3 separate regions of the Mus musculus genome follow, and all the other regions are linked to region 3. Evidence: chromatin contacts called from public HiChIP or PLAC-seq data. All regions are on one chromosome and are shown on one strand. Each heading gives the region's core, a stretch centred on a gene start, on an enhancer-like site or on the middle of the called end of the contact. The rest is flanking DNA. Distances are from core to core; before and after follow the strand shown.

Region 1 (2,816 bases), core at 9-2,508, 190 kb before region 3:
GCTAGGTGTAAGTCCTAGGTCTCAGAAGAGAGCGTCCCACAAGTACAAGAGTGTACACACACACACACACACACACACACACACACACACACACAAATGGCTGAGCCAATATGGACCTGAAATCTCTTCAACTGCATGGTCCTGGGTGTCCCCAGTATTTTAGAAAAAACTTCCCAGCCGTGCTAGTGGTCCAGATCTGTAATCCCAGCACTTGGGAGGCAAAAACTAAGGGTTGCCACAAGTCTGAAGCCAGACTGTACTACACAAAACCTTGTCCTTGTTCAGTAATAACATCAATAATAAATAATTAAATGTGTTATTGTTATTATTGTTATTTAGTAGGAAAATCTACCCAGAATGAGCTCATACTACTTCCTACATAACTCCATGCTGCCCCGTAGAATAGATAATGCAGGTCTCCTTTTGGTCATCACCTCCTGGTGTGTGAGGCGTGGGGTCTGTGACTCCTACCCCTCCCTCCATTTTTTTTGGCACCCCAACAAGTGGCAAAGTGCCTGAAAGGGTTCCAGCAACATACAGCACCCATCTGTGCCCCACTCCTTACTCTCCCCCAGGGGTCCCCATAGTGTCTGCTTGGGTCTCCCCAATATTAGGATGGCCTCCAGCTTTGAAGAAGAACATCTCAGGAAGTTTTTATTCTGCTTGAGAAGGCCGGGGTAGAGCTCTTGAACATACAGCTTCAGTCATAGCCTGGCATCCAGCAGGCCAAGCCCCCTTACTTCCTGGGCCTTCCTCTCTCGGGGCCGACTTTCTCCCAAGAGAAGCACTCGGCACAAATCACAGAAGGAAAACGGAAGCTCTTTGTAGAAGATGAGGATCTGACCTAAGGGCATCCATATGAGGGATGCTAGACAGCCCAGGGGTAGACTTCCTTTCTCTTAGCACTGACTCCTGCGAGGTGGGGGCACCTGGACATTAGCGCTTCGAAGAAATATTACTGTCTGGGATGCCAGAGCTATGGAGCAACCACAGCCTGTGAATCTCTTAGCCCTGGAAAACCTACAGGTCTAGCTGCAGACCCAAGGACAAGGCCTTCCTCATTCCCAGAGTGTGGCCTGAGCATATCTCTCCCATCTCCACTCTCAGGAGGGATGGTGTCACCCCCACCCCCAAGGCTGGCAGAAGAAGAGTTCAGCTGGCGTCAGAGATCATCCAGCCCACAGTCCAGGCTAAGCTGCAGAGCTGGCCCAAGCCTGGGGACTTGGTAGCCTACTTGGCAGGTCTCTCCTGACCTTTGGTCTTGTCCTCACTTGGAGACTGTGGTGTGTCGCCCTGCCTTCCCTCCCTGAGCAAACAGGAGAAGCTCACCCTGCCCAGCAGCAAAAAGCCCGAGCCCTGTTCTGTCAGTGTAAGGGCTGGTTCACGCTGCCGAGGAAAACAGCCTCCGCCTGTTTTCCACGGCAGCCCCGAAGAGAATGGTGGGCATAGTCGTCAAGCCACCACTGCCGGAGAGAGGGCAACTCTCTGATAAGCAGGAAGACTTTGTAAATGTGAACTGCCCCTTCCTGAAGCAGAGGCCACCTTCTGCTGACAGATGACGAGGAAAAACTCCCAGGGTACCCAGCCAGTAATCCCAAACTCACAGCTATCCCTCACTGCTGTGTGACCCGAGGGAAGTATCTTCCCTCTCTGGGCCTGATAGACATCCCGATCCCTCGCTCACAGTTTTGGACATAGGCACAAACTCTGTGTAATTCCCCACTGCCCAACATATTTATTCATTTGAAAAGAATTCTTTTTGTTTGTTTGTTTGCCTTTTCTCTGTGTAGCTTTGGCAGTCCTGGAATGCATTCTGTAGACCAGGATGGCCTCAGACTTTAACAGAGATCTGCCTGCCTCTGCCTCCTGAGTGCTGGGATTAAAGGTGAGTGTCACAGCTGCCCGGCTGGAAAGAATTCGTAATGGCTGTCCACTTGTTAATTTTGGTTTTTAGACCCAGGGTCCCATTACTTACTCAAGATGGCTGGTATGCTCTAAGTAGCCCAGGCTGACCTTGAACTCACAATTCTCCAGTCCTAGCCTCCAACAAGCTCCACTTGCTATATACTTCTGAAATAAGTACTGCCGGCCTGGCGTGATGGCTCTGAATAAAGATGCTACACCAACCCCGATGACATGAGCTCCGTACCCCAGAGCCATGTGGTGAAAAGAGAACCACCTCCCACAGGTTGACCTCCATACGTGCTGCAGTGTGTGCATACACATGCACACATACGAGTGAAAAAAAAAACTCAACTAATAAAAGGTAAGTAAATACAATGTAATGATAAAATGAAAAAAGTGCTATACATGGCCAAGTTTTCAAGTGTGGCCCTCTGGGTAGCTATCAGACACCGTCTATGCACATACAATCCCAGCCTCAGAGAGGTATATCTTGTACCTGGAGATGAATGACCATAGGCTACACATTAGCAGTTCTCACTTTGTGGGTTGTGATCCCTTTGAGGGTCACAAAGCAGATATCCTGCATATCAGATGTTTATGTCACGGTTCATAGCAGAAGCAGAATGACAGTTGTAATGCAGCAGTGACATAATTTTGTGGTTGGGGTGGGGGGCGGGCAGGCGTCACCACAGCATGAAGAACTGTATTAAAGGGTTGCAGCATTAGGAGGGTTGAGACCCACTGCTACCCTTGCTTCTGCACCAGGCTTTCTTTCTCATTGACCACACAGCCTGGGGCCTGGCCCTCAGCACACAGAGAGCTGCTACTTGGTCCCTTGTGAGCAGGAAGGCACGCTCACTCGCCATGACATATTTCCCAGCATCAATGCACACAGACTTCTTTCTATAGGG
Region 2 (2,700 bases), core at 177-2,676, 160 kb after region 3:
ACAACCGCATGGTGGGTTTGAGCGTGGGCCAGATGCACGCCACCGGGCTGTCGGAACCTGTAGAGATCACCTTCTCCCATGAGCGTCAACCACCTGTGAGTCTTCTGCCTGGGGCCTGGCAGTTACTGTGGAGCATACCGTGCATGAGCTCTGAGAAGCCACACATGGGACCCTGTGCCCTTTACCCTTCTAAGTGCATGCAGAAGAAACCATCTGGCTCATGCAGTTAATGCCCAAAGACATCTGTCTGCCCTGCACACGTGAACACACGTGCCCCCTACACCCTCCCACCCCATGTTCATAAATGTGTGGGGACCTGGGGAACCCCTCTGCATACATGCTTTCCACCCCTGCCAGGCAATGATCCTGAAGACAGGCATGCACGCACAGACAGGCAGACCCTCTTGTGCCATACATGTTGTATACCCTACATGCACAGTGGTCCAGGGAGCATCAACCGATGGAGTCGATCTCCCCATGTAAGCTACAGAGAGCTTCCTCTTAGGGCAAGACCCCTGGTGGTGCCCCGTCTTCTCTTCTCTCCCCCTTTCCTGCCTCCCTCCTCTTCTGACTCCCACTCTCTGGTTTCAGAACGTGATCCTCACCTGTGTATTCTGGGATATGGCTAAAGGTAGGTTTGGAAGACGTTTCTAGAATGAGAAAGGAGCAAGCTTCCACGGGGCAGAGGGTGAGGGCAGAGGCAGGCTCTCCCTCCCTCCTCCTCTGCTCTTACTTTGCTGTGGGCCACAGGAGACTGGGATTCCCACGGCTGCTCCACGGTGCCCGGGGATGGGAGAACTGTCTGCCGTTGCGACCACTTGACCTTCTTCGCCTTGCTGCTGGTAACAGCCCATCCATCCTGATTGCAGTGGTCCAGCTTCTGTCCCTGGGAGAGGCTGCCTGGGCTGGCTGGGGTTTGGGAGATGTGTGGGTCTGGCCCATCAGTGATGTGATCAGAACTTGGGGTCATCTACAGAGGCCGATCTTGGACCTGGCCACGGCACAGACTCTCACTCGCATCTCCCAGGCAGGCAGTGCCGTCTCCATGATCTTCCTGGCCTTCACCATGGTGCTCTATGTTGCCTTCAGGTGAGTGAAGACATCTCCTTTTCCTCCTGCCCTCAAGGAGGTACAGGATAGGGATAAGATGTCTTTGTTCTGTGGCCTCTCATCGTCTTCTCTGGCCTTTTGTGTGCTCTCTGAGAATGTAGGACATAGGGTTGAAGTTGAAAGAGGCAGAAATTCAACTCAGATTGGCCAACACGCAGGGCATGAGTGATTTGTGGAACTAGGAAACTCACATCATGTGGCCTCCAGGCAGGGAAAGAACTAAAGACTCCAGCTGAAGCCCCAGGGATTGGTCCCTCCCTTCACAGCTTGCCCTGGGATTGGTCCCTCCTTTCACAGCTTGCCCTGGGATTGGTCCCTCCCTTCACAGCTTGCCCTGGGATTGGTCTCTCCTTACACAGCTTGCTCTCTCTCCTCTCAGGATGTTAATTTCACCCTGGTGCCTGGAGAACTTCGGGCTCAGGTCCCAGCTCCTTAGATATTCAAGCAAAAGTGAAGCCCCAGAGTTGAAGGCTTTGAGAACAAACATTTCGAAATAATTATAGACTAACTGAAAATTGCAAAAATAGCACAGACAGTCTGTGGTTCCTTCCTGGAACTTCCCCAAGTGTCATGTCGTATGTAACTATAGCATATCATCAAAGCCAGGAAGTTGGCAGTGGCAGAGAATAGCTAAGTAGTCTCAAGACCCCTTCAGCTCCACCACTTTGGAGATCGTGTGTGTGTGTGTGTGTGTGTGTGTGTGTGTGTGTGTGTAGTATGGGTGTACACATGTATATGCGTGTGTGCACATGTGTATAGTGTATGTGCACATGTGCACGCATGGGCATACACATGTATATGTGTGTGTGGTGTATGGTGGGGATATGGATGTGGTGTATGGTGGGGATATATACACATGTATGTGTGTGTGTGGTGTATGGTGGGGATATGGTTTGCAAGGTCCTGTCTAAATAAAACTACATGGCCCAGTGTTCAGAGTAGTCCTAGTTGCAACAGATGGTTGACTATTAGCCAAGTGTGTGGTCCCTGTGGGCACAGGACTCTAGGGTTCATACCCCTGAGATGCTGGGTGTTCCATGTGTGTGCATGTTTAGCTTATGAATACTCAGTTGTTTTAGGGTCTGACTTTGATCACAAGCCAAGGACCAATTGGACCACTATGGTTACAGGGTAGAACACACAGGCTGGCCATTTGACTACTCATGCATTTAAGTGACAAGGGACAAAGCCACTTACTTGTGGCTAAGTGTGGGGAAGGATGCCCCTTCTGGGATACATGAGCTTCTCCAAAAAGAAGCAGGCACAGGAAAGAAACAGGACCAGATAGTGCTGTCACTTGGCTGTCCTGAGCCAGGATTTGACCAAGAAACCCTCAGACCTGCTGAGTTGAAGGAGCCTGTGGGTTCAGCCTCTGCTCATCGTTGCCTATCCTTATCCCCTAGAGCCCAGGCTTACTGGAACCCACCTGGAACATTCTTTTTTTTTAATTAGGTATTTTCCTCATTTACATTTTCAATGCTATCCCAAAGGTCCCCCATACCCACCCCCCCCCCAATCCCCTACCCACCCACTCCCCCTTTTTGGCCCTGGCATTCCCCTGTACTGGGGCATATAAAGTTTGCAAGTCCA
Region 3 (2,703 bases), core at 195-2,694:
TTCAGTCTGTCACATGTCACTATGAGATTTGATGTTCCCGGTTCCTTCATCTGTCACTTGGCCATGTAGGGACACCTACAATGACAGTTCCCAAGCCCCTTCTATCTAGCTATAGCTCCATCCCAGTGACCAGGACACTGATAAAGGACAGAGTGGATGCCAATCTAGGGAGGGACACTAATTATATCTAGCATTGTCCCCATCCTTTCAACACCATTATCAGCTCTGCTTCCAGAGAGTGTAAGCGGCAGCGGGCTCCCACTTCTCCACATCTCGGTGCCAACTGGCAAGACCAGCAAAGTCCAGGAGAACCAGCCGGGTCCGTGATCCACAGTTTGTTCAAAGCTGCCTCAGGGGACTTGTGCTGCTGCTGACACTGTCTGAGCCTGGCTAGGGGCCCCACCTTGGCTGGGGTTGTTGGATGAGGTCACATCCAGCCTGGTGCCCTGCCCAGGAATACCCAGCACCCAGGCACAGAGACTAGCAGCAGAGCGAGAGGGACACAGCTCCTGGGACCTACCTGGGATACCTACACAGCAGCCTGCATTTCTCCGAAAAGGGCCCTCAAAGAATGTGCAGGAAGCGCAGCCCCTGGAGGCTGTTGGAATGTGCTGGAGCTGACACCTGGCCCCTGGCTGCCCTGTCTTATCAAAGCCCTCCATCCAAGTGTCTGGCAATTGTTTTGCTCCCACCGCTCCACGCAGGCAGATTGCACAGAACTCCCGACTGCCCAAGGCTCCACTCCGGTCCTTATGCTGTGACAGATAGCTGTCTCCAAAAGAATGTGTACAGACTCCCAGAGCCAGAGGAGAAAGGTTTTAAGGCAGGAGGCTGCTAGCCCGGAGGACTGCAATGAATAGGAATGCCACTTGCAGGTCGGATAGGCAGTAAAAGGAAAGTGTCTCTTGGAATTTGGGGAGCAGGAAGGCGAGGAAGGCTGCTTCCGGGAAGAGGCTCAGGGAACCGGGGATCTGGGTTTCTCTGATGGGTTACATGGGGAATACAGGTGAGGTAAGACTCACACCTGCGCTTCCTAGAGATGGGAGCTGGTTGAGGACGGCTCAGGGAGTTTCAGGGTCTCGCTGGCTTCGAGAGGCGCGTCTGAGTCCTCCTTCCTTAAAGTAGGACGCTCCCATAGCTGGGAGAGCCCGCGGGCTCCGGAGGTGACCACAGGCGCCCCAGGATGAGAGTTGCGGGAGTCTCACGTCTCGGTGAGGCCTAGGGATCCCCCCCCCCCCCCGCGCTTCGTATTCCCCTATTTACCTAGGCGCCGAGGCCCGGGCCGGGGCGCTGGCTCCGCGGGACGCGGGGCGGGCTCATGCCCGCGTCTCGGCGCGGCCGGGAGGGGAAGGTAGGGTGGCGGCGCGCGGCTCTGGTTGTAAGCTAGAAGTGAAGCGCAGCCGCCAGCTCCGGATCCAGAGGAGACTCGGGAGGTAGCTGGTTCTGCTGATCCGCGACGCCACGCCCCTTGAGGCCACGCCCCGCGCCGCCCTGGCGCCGCGCCACGCCCCACCGCCACGCCCCCGCCCATCCCTGGCATCGTGCCACGCCCCTTCTCGGAGCCACGCCTCGTCCCGGAGTCCTGCCAAAGTCTTATTACTAGGACAGAAATTTCCGCCTGGCAGTCTAGCCCTCTGCTCACTTCTAGTACCCACCTCAGTCGCACCAGCTCCTCCCTGAGCTCTAAAACTCAAACCCACGTGGTCTTGCATCTGCTGGAGGCTGAACCCTATATCAACTCCCAGTCCTTGAACCTCACCTCCCAACATCAAGAGTCAGTACCCTGCTAGACATACACTTTGCTACCATCCAGTCCTGCTCAGTACCTGCCCCACTTCCCCAATCGCACACTCAGCTGCACTCTGTGAGAGATTAGCCTAATGCATGAAGGAATCAAGAACCCAGTACCCACGCATGTATATCCCCTGCCCCGTATCCTCCCAACCCTACCTCCCCACCCCCTCTGCCGGAACACTAGAGACTCAGCCTTGTCCAGCAAAGTAAAGGAGCCATTTTCTGTCCGCTTAAAATGTCCCAGGATTGTCACTAAAGTGTGTGTTAAGTGGAAGCCACGGGGCTATAGGACAGGAAATGGCTTTCTTCTTCCTGGATGCTAAACTGAACCTCCTGACCTTCCCATGACCTCCTGACCTTCCCATGCAGCTTCCAAACTTGACCCTCTGCTTTACTTCAAACAGCAGCTCATAAAGTCCTCAGCTCTCAAGCCCTCAGAGTGAACTGCTTTCATCCTGGGACACTGCTAGAGAAGCTGTATGGCCACAGAGAAAAAAAGAGAGTTTCAACAAAAAGAGGCCTCTTAGCCTGGCCTAGTAGTACTTGTCTATAATCCCATGCTGAGGCAGGAAGCTGATGAGTTCAAGGCCAGCCTTAGTGAGATCCTACTTAAGAAAGAAAGAAAAAGAGAGGGGGGGAGAAAGAAAGAAACAAAAAGAAAGAAAGAAAGAAAGAAAGAAAGAAAGAAAGAAAGAAAGAAAGAAAGAAAGAAAGAAGAAAAGAAAGAGAGAGAGAGAGGAGGGGGGAGGGAAGGAAGGAAGGAAGGAAGGAAGGAAGGAAGGAAGGAAGGAACCTTCTCTAGGTTCAATCCCCTGAACTGCAAATTAATTGTAATAATATAATGAAATTTAGAAGTATCATCTCTAAGTGGGATTCCTAAACTTCATTCTCTTTCAAAATTTTTACTCA

What was found. HiChIP or PLAC-seq counts read pairs in DNA pulled down with a chosen protein or histone mark.
Region 1: an HNF4G HiChIP or PLAC-seq map of pancreatic cancer cells shows a contact between it and region 3. The contact joins the enhancer-like site here to the promoter of Dok4 in region 3. A contact is called at or near these places in 4 of 39 promoter capture datasets (embryonic stem cells, hematopoietic stem and progenitor cells and pre-B cells), 3 of 115 datasets of contacts at active chromatin or transcription factors (embryonic stem cells and pancreatic cancer cells) and 3 of 9 other capture datasets (adipose tissue, liver and pancreatic islet).
Region 2: a contact with region 3 is called in an H3K27ac HiChIP or PLAC-seq map of microglia, with 7 times the contacts expected there. The contact joins the enhancer-like site here to the promoter of Dok4 in region 3. A contact is called at or near these places in 2 of 39 promoter capture datasets (hippocampal neurons and neutrophils), 1 of 484 Hi-C or Micro-C datasets (the 63-12 cell line), 5 of 115 datasets of contacts at active chromatin or transcription factors (the 230-238 cell line, effector CD8 T cells, embryonic stem cells and 2 more) and 3 of 9 other capture datasets (adipose tissue, liver and pancreatic islet).

What each region holds. Positions count from the first base shown.
Region 1 is chr8:94,684,898-94,687,713 of GRCm38.p6, forward strand. The region is part of intron 1 of Pllp (plasma membrane proteolipid); the gene reads right to left. Among named protein-coding and RNA genes, the nearest start is that of Pllp, 9.9 kb to the right of the region's middle. Within about 2 kb of position 1,259, at least 53 of the 459 cell types and tissues checked have an H3K27ac peak or open chromatin away from gene starts, as enhancers often do. A contact at or near this core is called in adipose tissue, liver and pancreatic cancer cells, where this site is marked.
Region 2 is chr8:95,035,850-95,038,549 of GRCm38.p6, forward strand. Adgrg3 (adhesion G protein-coupled receptor G3) reads left to right here. Exons shown (of 12, transcript NM_173036.3): 5 at 1-95; 6 at 592-631; 7 at 751-842; 8 at 977-1,089. Among named protein-coding and RNA genes, the nearest start is that of Gm51544, 17 kb to the left of the region's middle. Within about 2 kb of position 1,427, at least 139 of the 459 cell types and tissues checked have an H3K27ac peak or open chromatin away from gene starts, as enhancers often do. A contact at or near this core is called in the 230-238 cell line, the 63-12 cell line, adipose tissue and 2 more, where this site is marked.
Region 3 is chr8:94,874,868-94,877,570 of GRCm38.p6, forward strand. Dok4 (docking protein 4) reads right to left here and starts at 1,445. Exons shown (of 9, transcript NM_053246.3): 1 at 1,264-1,445.